Linked DNA regions of Rattus norvegicus: region 2 is linked to region 1. The links are chromatin contacts, called in public Hi-C maps. All regions are on one chromosome and are shown on one strand. Each heading gives the region's core, a stretch centred on a gene start, on an enhancer-like site or on the middle of the called end of the contact. The rest is flanking DNA. Distances are from core to core; before and after follow the strand shown.

Region 1 (5,751 bases), core at 1,762-4,261:
TTTTGGATTTAGTCGTGCTTTTGAAAAAGATATCTGCAAAAGGTTATTTGTATTATTATAGAATTAAGGAAGAAGACATTTCATAAGAAGTACAAAGGAAGTTTCGTGTATTAAATTGATGCAAAGCTAGTTTGCTATCTCATATATTATACAAGGGACTTTGTGGAAAAACTGTCATTATTTTCCCCAAACAACTTATAGCTTCAAATATCAAAAATCTTACAAGACAGATCAGGAAAAGATAACTTCATATTATCTGAAGGCCTTGCTTATGTCAACACAGGAAGTTTTATTATTTTTTGGTTTCTTGTTTGCTTGTTTTGTTTCGTTATGTTTGGACATGTGACATTCTCATACTGAAGATGCTAGCATATAGTCTGAGGAGAGTGGGAGATAGTCTCTGGGTGATAGAGGGCACGTAGGGAAATACAGGCGGTTCCCAACGCTCAGCTGCATCATGATGTGAACTATGAAGAACCCTGTGCACAGCCATTTTTCAAAGGACAGTGTTATATGCTTCGCTTGTGTGTTCTCAGTGTTGGTATGGAGAATGTTTCTTGGTCAGTATCTGAAGGCAAACTGAATTCAAATATAGTCTAGGTCACTCACTAGCAGTGCAACTTGGGAAAATTAATATTTTTATCTAAATATAACATGAGGATCGGGCATTAAGCTTGCCAGCAGTGATAGAAAAATTTCCTTTGTTAAATAATTTGAGAAGTTTTGGTCTCCATGTTCTACATTAAGCAAAAACGGGTTGGTTACCAATGTATGGTAGAGGTATTATGTAGACACCATTATTCTAAAACTCTTTCATACATTAAAGGCAAATCCAGAGCTGTGTCTGACATGACTGTTTTGTTGAAGCTCATGTTCACGGCTGGAATATTTGATTTATACAAGTGATTTTTATGTCCACTAAATTGATTATAAGGACAGGAAAATACAATATTTACCAACCGATATAGAACCAAAGGCATTTTAATCTATATTTAAGGTCTTTCATGGGAAAAACCACTTTGAAATGAGAATCTGCCTTTATCAATACTGTATGTATTCAGTAGACTTAGCATGCTGTGAGATCACAGGATGATCCAGACTCCAAAACCCGTGAAGCAGAGCCTCTCTTGTTTATAGTATTTAAAATAAATTGTTTCAGTTCTCTGTGGGATTGTTTCCTGTTGAGAAGAACCTCATAATTAAAAGCAGCAACTGGAATAGAATTATAATGCAGGTATTTTGACAATGCGGGCACCTGGTATATTATCTTGAAATAAACTGACCTATGGCTATTACCGATAGTGTTCATTCTAGGAGAGATTTGCATAACTACGGAGAATTAGTCCCTCTGCCCATCTTTTTTGAAAAGAGCATAGAGTATTTAGTAGAGAGGAGATAATTATGCTATTTGGGATAATAGTCAGATTTACTGTCTAGAATGTTATTCTGAACACTACATGAATTTCAGAATAATTGCTCAAATCCTGTTTTGATAAAAGCTGATTCATTTTTTTAGGTCTTTCTTTAGTCTCTCCTTGTATTCCTATTGTCATTTCTCTAAGCAAGAAGCTCTATATTATATCAACTCTTCTATTTAATATTAATATTGACCTTTGTGTCTAGACATTGCTTATTGGAAAAAATTTTGAGTCATCATAAATCATACTTTATTTTTCCAAATGGTGTCTGTATTTTTGTTTACCCCATTACTTACCCATCATTATCTGCAGTGCTTGTAAGCCAGGTGAGCTCTGGAGTGTCCACAGACATTCCTTCTTCAGAGTGAAAAATCACGCAAGAGGACAGTGAAAGTATTCTCAAATTGGCATTGATAGTAAGAGACCATTAAAATAATTGCATTATTAAAGCTAAATATACTTGCTGTATTTTAATTCTGGTGACATTCATGTAAAATATGTTAAATATATTAAATTCCAATACAATATTTCCTCAATCATGTCCTAGTTAATTCTGTTTTTTTATATAAATATACTATCATTGTGACAACAAAATGAAGAAGTAAAAACTAAGCATTTTGCATGGGACATCTTATAAGTTACCCATTTGTAGTATAAACAAATACAAAGTTTTGCTTTTAGCTTCATGAGATTTGTAAGATTTTAGAAAGTTGTAGGCAACTCTTTGTAACCATCAATAAAATTCTTTTTTTTTCTTTTTTACGGAACTGGGGACTGAACCCAGGGCCTTGCGCTTGCTAGGCAAGCGCTCTACCACTGAGCTAAATCCCCAACCCCCATCAATAAAATTCTTAATCTCTCACTATGGAATTTAAAATTTTAAGTTAAGTACTTGTCTTACTTAAGCTTATAATCCAAATTATATTACAAGTTCTTAACAGCCTAACTAATAATTTTTCTAGAAAATAAAAATCATCTAACTCAATTAACTATCAATGATTGCTGCCATTCAGCTGGTAGATAACTATCTCTTTGTGTGATCTTGACTGAGTAATAAATTTTTATACTATCATTGGTGTATACAGCACCCATAATCCATCATGACATAAGTGTTTTGATAATGAAGAAATTTAGCATGCTCTTTGAAATAATTAAGAATTGTTATTCCATAATACACAAATCTACCTATATTTAAAATATTATTCTAGTATTACAAAACATAGGCATGAAATACCATTAAAATGTAAAATAAATTGTATCTATTTTAGCTGGGTTTATCTCAAAATATGCTACCTCAAACACATCTTCCCTGGAAACTGTGGAGGTGGCAGGAGAGATGAACATGCACAATTATTAAAATATGTGAATTTTCTATTACTTAATAAAAAACAAATAAAATTGCATGAGCGCTGTCTTCTACAGACTTCTCTTCATAGGAATTGTTACATGGCTTCCTCATTCAGCCAGTCCACAAAGCTATCTCTGAAGGCAGGAAAATGTTCTTTTTTGCAATGGATGCTTCATTCTCTTCCTCTCCGTAACCAGTCAAAGTCTTTTGTCAATTTATATTCATCATTGTTGCTGCAAGAACAGAGTGGGTTTTCATTACTTCATTGGCATGGGAAACATTGATTCGGGTTTGCTGTCAGTTCTGACCCATTTCCTCCATTCTCCATTTTTATTCACTGAAAATTCAACCAAAACAGAAAACAAAACACACAGTTTGAAACAGTACAAAGTGAGCAGTGTATCACAGATTAAGTTTTTATGTGTCATTTGAATTTAATCGAATCCCATGTATTAAACCAAGAACACAAAGAAGCTCATGAAAACCGTATTTGGTGGATTTTTTTTATTCATCATGCTTTTAAAAAAGTGTATTAACATCACCAACACTACATCATTGTTATGGGTAATTCTGTTTTCTTCCAAGATATTCTGCTGGTAACAAAAAAGTAGTTTTCTTCTAGAACTGATAGAATAAGTTCACAATTTGATTGGATGATGGCTATAACTACTAAGCATGACTGGTTCAATATATTTTGTATTTAGCCTTAATTTTTTGTGGCTAATAAGGTCATTTACTAAGCTCTCCTTAAACTCAAACTCAAGTATATACACAAAAATATCCTCACAAAAACTGCATTCATTTAGTAACATGGGATGCTTAGGATTCTGTTTTTGTCTGTTTGTTTCTGTCTTTTGCTTTTCAAAAGTTTTACTGTAAGTAATAATAACAATATAATGTAATAAATTCACTTTTATGAATAAAATACCTAGGAAAATCAGAAAAAATATGACATGCTTTCCTTCGTAATAATTATGAATGTGAATATACAATAGAATTGAATTTTCTCAAGAATCTTAATTTTTCCATTAACTTAATTATTTATACACTTTACATCTGGATCGTTGACCCCTCCTATCTCTCCCTCACTGAGTCTCTTTTCCCCTTCTCCTTTGAGAAGGTGGAGGTCCCCCTGCGTGTCTGCTCACTCTGGCACAAGTCTCTGCAGAGCTAGGGGCATACTCTCTCCTTGATGTCAGGCAAGGCAGCCCAGTCAGGGGAACTGTTTCCACAGACAGGCAACAGCTTTAGGTATAGCCCCACTCCAGTTGTTGGGGGACCCACATGAAGACTGAGCTGCACATCTGCTACATTTGTGTAGGGGTCCTGGTCCAGCTTGTGAGTACTCTTTGGTTGATGATTCAGTGTCTTAGCAACTCCAAGGGTCAAGGTTAGCTGTCTTTGTTGGTCTTCCTGTGGAGTTCCTATCCTCTTCAGACCCTCAGTCTTTACGCTAATTCGTTCATGATTCCTTGAGCTCCAATGTTTGGCTGTGGATATCTGCATCTGTTTCATTCTGCTGGTTAGAGCCTCTCAAAGGACTGTTATGCTAGCCTCATGCTTGAAAGCATAACAGTATCATTAATAATGTTAGGGATTGGAGCTTACCCAGGGGATGGGTCTCAGGTTAGGCCTGTTATTGTTGGCCATTCCTTCAGTCTCTGCTTTATCTTTGTCTCTCCCTTTCTTGTAGACAGGATATATTTTGTGGGAGCATTGATGTCCTTATCCCTTCACTGGGCCTTATTCCTGCCTGGCCACAGGAGGTGGCCTCTTTAGGTTCCATGTCACCACTGCTATGAATCTCAGGTACAGTAACTCCCATTGACTCCTGGGAGCCTCCCCCATCCCTTGTCTCTGGAATGTTCTAGAGATGTATCTCAACCCCCACTTCTGCCAGCTACAGATATTCATTTATTCTCCTGGCCCTCTGGTCCTCTCTCCTGTCTCTTGCCTTACCTGATCCATCCTGAAACGCCTATTTCACTCTGCATCCTCTTTTCCAACCAGTTCTCTCTCTCAGTCTCCGGGTCCTTCTCCCTCTCCCTCTCATGACTATTTTATTTCCCCTTCAAAGTGAAATTCAAGCATCTTTTCTTGGGACTTCCTTCTAGCTTAGCTTCTTTGAGTCTGTGGAATGTATCTTGGGGATCCTGTACTTTATGGCTAATATCCACTTATAAGTGAGTACATAACACACATGTCCTTTTACATCTAGTTACCTTGCTCAGGGTGATTTTTCTACTTCCATCCATTTGCCTGCAAAATTCATGATATCCTTGTTTTTAATAGCTGAATAGTATTCCATGTTCTGTATCCATTCTTTGGTTAATGGGTATTTGCTTTTTTCAGATTCTAGCTATTATGAATAAAGCTGCTATGAATACATACATACATACACACACACACACACACACACACACACACACACACACATATATATATATATATATATATATATCCCTAAAGGAGACAAATACAACCTTCTTAGTTCCTATAATGTTACATATATGTTGTTATTCCAGGGCTTATCATTTAGTATTGAATAAACAAATCTAGAAACCCTGGGGAAGATTATTTCTTCCACTCTCAGCATTCTTTAATGGCCTATAATTTTTTGTCTAGGGATAGAGAGCATAAGACTTCCCCTCCTCCATAGTAGCGTGTCCGTTGATATCATCCTTGATCCAGTTCTGTTTAGCTAGCCACGTTGAGACTTGTTGGGTGTAGTAATATTGAACTAGAAAGGAAATTTACTAAAATAATTGGATCTCACACAACCAAAAATCAGTTTTAAATATATTCTTTGAAAAGTTAAATCTGTTATCTCTGAGTTTCTATATATTCTTACAAACTGGATAAGGGAGAAAAAAAAACATTGAATTCAAATACCATAAGTGTAGCTTACTGCTGCCCCTCCCCTCTCTTTAGATAAAGCTACTTACAGGAAATCTAGGATAACACACTGATGTGACAGCTCATCCT
Region 2 (5,751 bases), core at 819-3,318, 390 kb before region 1:
GTTCTATCCGAGGAGAAGGAGGAGCCACTCCTCCCGGAAAGATGCTGCTTTATGGGACAGGAAAATATTCGCCAGCTCCTGGCACATACTACTCATGGCAGCGTCCTCTGTGCTTCCACCCCCGCCCCTCCCGGGAGAGCTTGGAAACCACTGCCGCTCCCCCACCCCCGCCCCCAAACACACTCCTTTTCGCTGAGCTCCTCCAAACAACCGCGCGCTTCCTTTGCTCCTAGACTTTATTGGTATTTGACTTATTTAAATCATTCTGCCTCCTCACTCTGGTTTCACAAAGAGTAAAATTGATTCTCTGAGTATTGGACCCGGGGATGTAAATTTGTCTTTAAAGGGGCCCTTAAATTCCCAGCAACATTCTTCGAGATAGAAAGGATGCTACCCCCAATACAACCTACTACCTTCGTCTTTCTTAATCTTTCAGTAGAGTGTCTTTCCTTCGACTGTGTGAAATAAATAAGAAGTGGGCTTCTATTCTAAAACACCATCAGCCCTGAGATCTGACTGAGATGGTCATGACTGAGAACCGGGGAAGCCTCAAGCCAGGGAATGGCAGGGAGCATCACGAGGCACAAAGTCAAAAGGAGAGAAAAGACGTTAGGCACACTCGGTACACAAAGTTGCCATTAAAGTTTATTTCCCTTATATCCAGATAGGTGACGCTACACTTTGCCAGTTACTAAAAGCTGCAGGCTCTGCTCAGAAAATAATATCCAGGCTTCTAGCATGTGTTTTATTCCCCAGGCGCGTGCACACACGGTCTATCCCCAGTGAGAGCCGGATGACAGGAATTCCAAGCATTTAAACAAAGGCAGGCATTCTCCCCTCCCCAACCCAGACCTCCAAAGTCAGTGCTCCAAAAAAGGAACCTCTCTGGCTCTCACTGGAGTTTGATGATCTCTCTTCACTACTGCAGCCCGTCACCGTTTTGCAGAACACAAGCTTGGCTTTCGGAACTCAGACCTCGTCCTCAGCCTACCAGTAGCAATTCACTAACCCAGATGCTAAATTGCGAAACGAACACACGTTGCGGGTGGGAGTTGAGGCGGAGGGGGCATCGTCTGTAGGTGGACGTGGGAGGAAGGTATACTAACACCCTCACTTCAGCTCTTACCCACGCAGCTGGGTTTAGTCAAGGAGGAAATCTACCAGCCCTAGATGGGGAAAATAATCATCTCCACCCCCACCCCAAACTGCCCAAGGAGACTAGACTTTGGCTTAGCTTCTAGGGGCTGAGATTGGGCAGTCCTCAGTCGCCCCCAGGAACCGAAGTCTGGCTTCCACGAGCGCGGCGGCTGGCTGGTACTTCCTCCCGCCTCCCTTCCCTGGGCCGTCCTCCCTGGTTCTCCGCAACTGTGTAGTTTCGGATTCCGCCGCCGCCGCTGCAGCGTCGGGGACAAGTCTGAGTCCAGAGCCCGCGGGCTTTCCGCAGCAACCGCCACTTTATGCAAACTTGCGGGTTTCCGGCTAGGGGGTAGGGAGAGTAGAAGCTTCCCCGTAGCGATTCAGTGTCTCGGAACACCCACAGCCGGAGAGGCGGCGGGAGCGCGCTCACCAGACTCTGCTAGACGCGAAAGCGGACGAGACAACTGCGGAATTCACCCGCCGCGCCAGGGCACTTCCGAGACAACAGCCGACTGGCACTTTTTCTCCCTTTGGCAAACTAGATTTTTTTTTTTAAGCTACTTGGCAGCTCTGTTTGACTCCACCTCCCCCTCCACCCCCGCCTCAGTGCCTTTGGCTTTTCTTTGGAAATCCGGACAGAATTGGGCATCTTTGTTAATTGCCGTTAGGAGTGCCTGGTCGTGAGCTTTCACCGGGCCAATGTCGCAGATGCACAGAGCCAGGCTTGCTCACCTTTGAACTGCAAAGGGATCAAGTTCAGCTCGAGTTCCCCGCATTGAGACTGGAAGAAGCTGAGAGACTGTGCTGGAGAGAGAGTGAGAGAGGGGGGAAAGGGGAAAGGAGAGGAGGGAGGAGAGCGAAGAGGAGGGAGGAGAGAAAAAAAGGAGGGAGGGAGGGGAGGGATCGAGAGAGAGCGGGGAGAGAGAGGCTGCAATCTCCTCCCTGAATCGCGCACAGCGCTGCAGATCCCACTGCTCCAACCCGCGGGCCGAATGCAGGTGAGGGAAGGCACGGACTCTGCGGCTGAGAATCCAAACTTGGGCACCGCGCGGTGCGCACGGTTCGGCTCTCGCCCCCGCGGGCGAATGGTTGCTGCGGTTTCAGGCGGCGGCTTCGTGACTAATGACCTTGCGCAGAGTTGTTAAGAAAAAAGAGAAACCCGAGCTCTCCGGGGTGAGAAGCGACCGACTCTGGGCGTCTCTGAAGATGGCTCGGGCTGCTCCTTGGCGCGCCGAGAGCACCCGGTCGCGGACCGAGCTGTGACGCCAGGCGTCTTCGCTGCACCTTGCCCGAAGCGACCTGCCGTGGAATTTTTCATTCAAGATATGTTGAGTGCTTCCCGGCTGCTTTAGAGGAGTCAGAGTTGAGACTGGCTTGTTGCTCGCCCCAGAGACTGGAGCAGGAAGCGGCTCACGTTTGTTTGGACCTCCGGAGCCTAAACAGAGCCTGGGTCTAGAGTGAGTAGCTGGAACGTGAATTGGACTTAACTCGAGTAGCAGTAAGGACTAGCAGGGCTGTCAGGCGGGGAAGGCTGCAGGTTTGCTCCAGTCCGCTACCAGACTCCGCCGCCCTCTTGCCGAAGCGGTTCCGGCCCCTTCCCAGGGCTTGGGGACTGGATCTCAGGATCTTCCCGCTGAGGGGATGACTTTGTGGGGGCACCAAGCCCGTGGCGCGCAGTGTCCCGTGAACTGTGAGTACTGCGAGTAAACGGTGGCCGGCGAGCGGGCGATTAGCACCCATTGCATGAATTATGAAACAATAACTTTCGGAAGAAGCAGAAGGAGAAAAAAAAGAAGCATCTATAGCTGACCCCCCTCCCATCAGCGGACTCTACTCGCTACTCTGGCCCCCCTCCCTCCCCTCCCTCTCATTTCTTCCTTTCCCGGAGAGGAGGACCGAGGGGAGGGCAGGCGGCCAGCCCCGGAGGAGGGGGGTGACGAGGGGGGTTGTGGTTAGAAGGAGCAGTAGCAGCAGCAGCAAGAGAAGATGCTGAGGATGCGGACCACGGGATGGGCGCGCGGCTGGTGCTTGGGCTGTTGTCTCCTTCTGCCGCTCTGCTTCAGCCTGGCTGCCGCCAAGCAGCTGCTCCGGTACCGGCTGGCTGAGGAGGGCCCCGCCGACGTGCGGATCGGCAATGTGGCCTCGGACCTGGGCATCGTGACCGGTTCTGGTGAGGTGACTTTCAGCCTTGAGTCTGGCTCTGAGTATCTGAAGATTGACAACCTCACCGGCGAGCTGAGCACCAGCGAGCGGCGCATCGACCGAGAGAAGCTGCCCCAATGTCAGATGATCTTCGACGAGAACGAATGTTTCCTGGACTTCGAGGTGTCGGTGATAGGGCCCTCGCAGAGCTGGGTGGACCTGTTTGAGGGTCGGGTCATCGTGCTGGACATCAACGATAACACGCCCACCTTCCCGTCGCCGGTGCTCACGCTCACGGTGGAGGAGAACCGACCTGTAGGCACGCTCTACCTGCTGCCCACGGCCACCGATCGTGACTTTGGTCGCAACGGCATCGAGCGCTACGAGCTGCTCCAGGAGCCCGGGGGTGGTGGCGGCGGCGGCGAGGGAAGGCGCTTGGGGCCGGCGGACAGCGCCCCCTACCCAGGGGGCGGCGGGAACAGCGGGAGCGGCGGCGGCTCTGGGGGATCCAAGCGGCGGCTGGACGCGCCTGAGGGTGGCGGTGGGACTGGTCCAAGTGGTCGAAGCAGTGTGTTCGAGCTGCAGGTGGCGGACACTCCAGACGGCGAGAAACAACCGCAGCTGATAGTGAAGGGGGCGCTGGACCGGGAGCAGAGAGATTCCTATGAACTGACCCTCCGAGTGCGCGATGGGGGCGACCCACCTCGGTCCTCTCAGGCCATCTTGCGGGTGCTCATCACCGACGTGAATGACAACAGCCCTCGCTTCGAGAAGAGCGTGTATGAGGCTGATCTGGCTGAGAACAGCGCTCCCGGCACCCCCATCCTACAGTTGCGCGCCACCGATTTGGACGTAGGGGTCAATGGACAGATCGAGTATGTATTTGGGGCGGCCACCGAGTCGGTGAGACGGCTACTGCGTCTGGATGAAACATCGGGCTGGCTCAGTGTCTTACACCGTATCGACCGCGAGGAAGTGAATCAGTTGAGATTCACAGTAATGGCCCGTGACCGCGGGCAGCCCCCCAAGACCGATAAGGCCACCGTGGTCCTCAATATCAAAGATGAGAACGACAACGTTCCCTCCATCGAAATCCGCAAGATAGGGCGCATTCCGCTTAAGGACGGGGTGGCCAACGTGGCCGAAGACGTCCTGGTGGACACCCCCATCGCCCTGGTACAAGTGTCCGACAGAGACCAAGGCGAGAACGGGGTAGTCACCTGTACTGTGGTGGGAGATGTGCCTTTTCAGCTTAAGCCAGCCAGCGACACCGAGGGAGATCAGAACAAGAAAAAGTACTTCCTGCACACATCAGCCCCACTGGACTATGAGACCACCCGGGAGTTTAACGTGGTCATAGTAGCTGTGGACTCCGGCAGTCCCAGCCTCTCCAGCAACAATTCCTTGGTGGTCAAGGTGGGAGACACCAACGACAACCCTCCTGTCTTTGGCCAGTCGGTGGTCGAGGTTTACTTTCCAGAAAACAACATTCCCGGGGAGAGGGTAGCCACGGTGCTGGCGACAGACGCTGACAGCGGGAAGAATGCAGAGATAGCCTACTCGCTGGACTCTTCAGTGATGGGGACCTTTGCCATCGATCCCGATTCTGGGGACATCCTGGTCAATACAGTATTGGACCGGGAGCAGACTGACAGGTATGAGTTTAAAGTTAATGCCAAAGACAAAGGCATTCCTGTGCTGCAAGGCAGCACCACGGTGATTGTACAGGTGGCTGATAAAAATGACAACGACCCTAAGTTTATGCAGGATGTCTTTACCTTTTATGTGAAGGAAAACTTGCAGCCCAACAGCCCTGTGGGTATGGTCACCGTGATGGATGCTGACAAGGGACGGAATGCAGAGATGAGTCTGTACATAGAGGAGAACAGTAACATTTTTTCTATTGAGAATGACACAGGGACCATTTACTCCACGATGTCTTTTGACAGGGAACATCAGACAACATACACTTTCAGAGTGAAGGCAGTGGATGGAGGAGATCCTCCCAGGTCGGCCACAGCCACAGTCTCTCTCTTTGTGATGGATGAAAATGACAATGCTCCCACAGTTACCCTTCCCAGAAATATTTCCTACACGTTGCTGCCACCTTCAAGTAATGTCAGGACAGTAGTAGCGACAGTGTTGGCAACAGACAGCGACGATGGCATCAATGCAGACTTGAACTATAGCATTGTGGGAGGGAATCCTTTCAAGCTGTTTGAGATTGATTCCACCAGTGGTGTGGTTTCCTTAGTGGGGAAACTCACCCAAAAGCATTATGGCTTGCACAGGCTGGTTGTGCAAGTGAATGACAGCGGCCAGCCTTCCCAGTCCACTACGACTTTGGTGCATGTGTTTGTCAATGAAAGTGTTTCCAATGCAACTGTGATTGACTCTCAGATAGTCCGAAGTCTGCACACCCCACTCACCCAGGATATAGCTGGTGACCCAAGCTATGAAATTAGCAAACAG

Evidence for each region. Hi-C and Micro-C count contacts between places; a contact is called where the count stands out from the background.
Region 2: a Hi-C map of Schwann cells shows a contact between it and region 1, with 6 times the contacts expected there. The contact joins the promoter of Pcdh7 here to the enhancer-like site in region 1. A contact is called at or near these places in 1 of 12 Hi-C or Micro-C datasets (Schwann cells) and 1 of 1 datasets of contacts at active chromatin or transcription factors (oligodendrocytes).

Annotation. Positions count from the first base shown.
Region 1 is chr14:56,716,916-56,722,666 of GRCr8, reverse strand. The region is part of intron 2 of Pcdh7 (protocadherin 7); the gene reads left to right. Among named protein-coding and RNA genes, the nearest start is that of Pcdh7, 390 kb to the left of the region's middle. Within about 2 kb of position 3,011, at least 1 of the 93 cell types and tissues checked has an H3K27ac peak or open chromatin away from gene starts, as enhancers often do. A contact at or near this core is called in Schwann cells, where this site is marked.
Region 2 is chr14:57,109,839-57,115,589 of GRCr8, reverse strand. It overlaps Pcdh7 (protocadherin 7), which reads left to right and starts at 2,068. Exons shown (of 3, transcript NM_001401429.1): 1 at 2,068-5,751. The coding sequence starts at 3,124.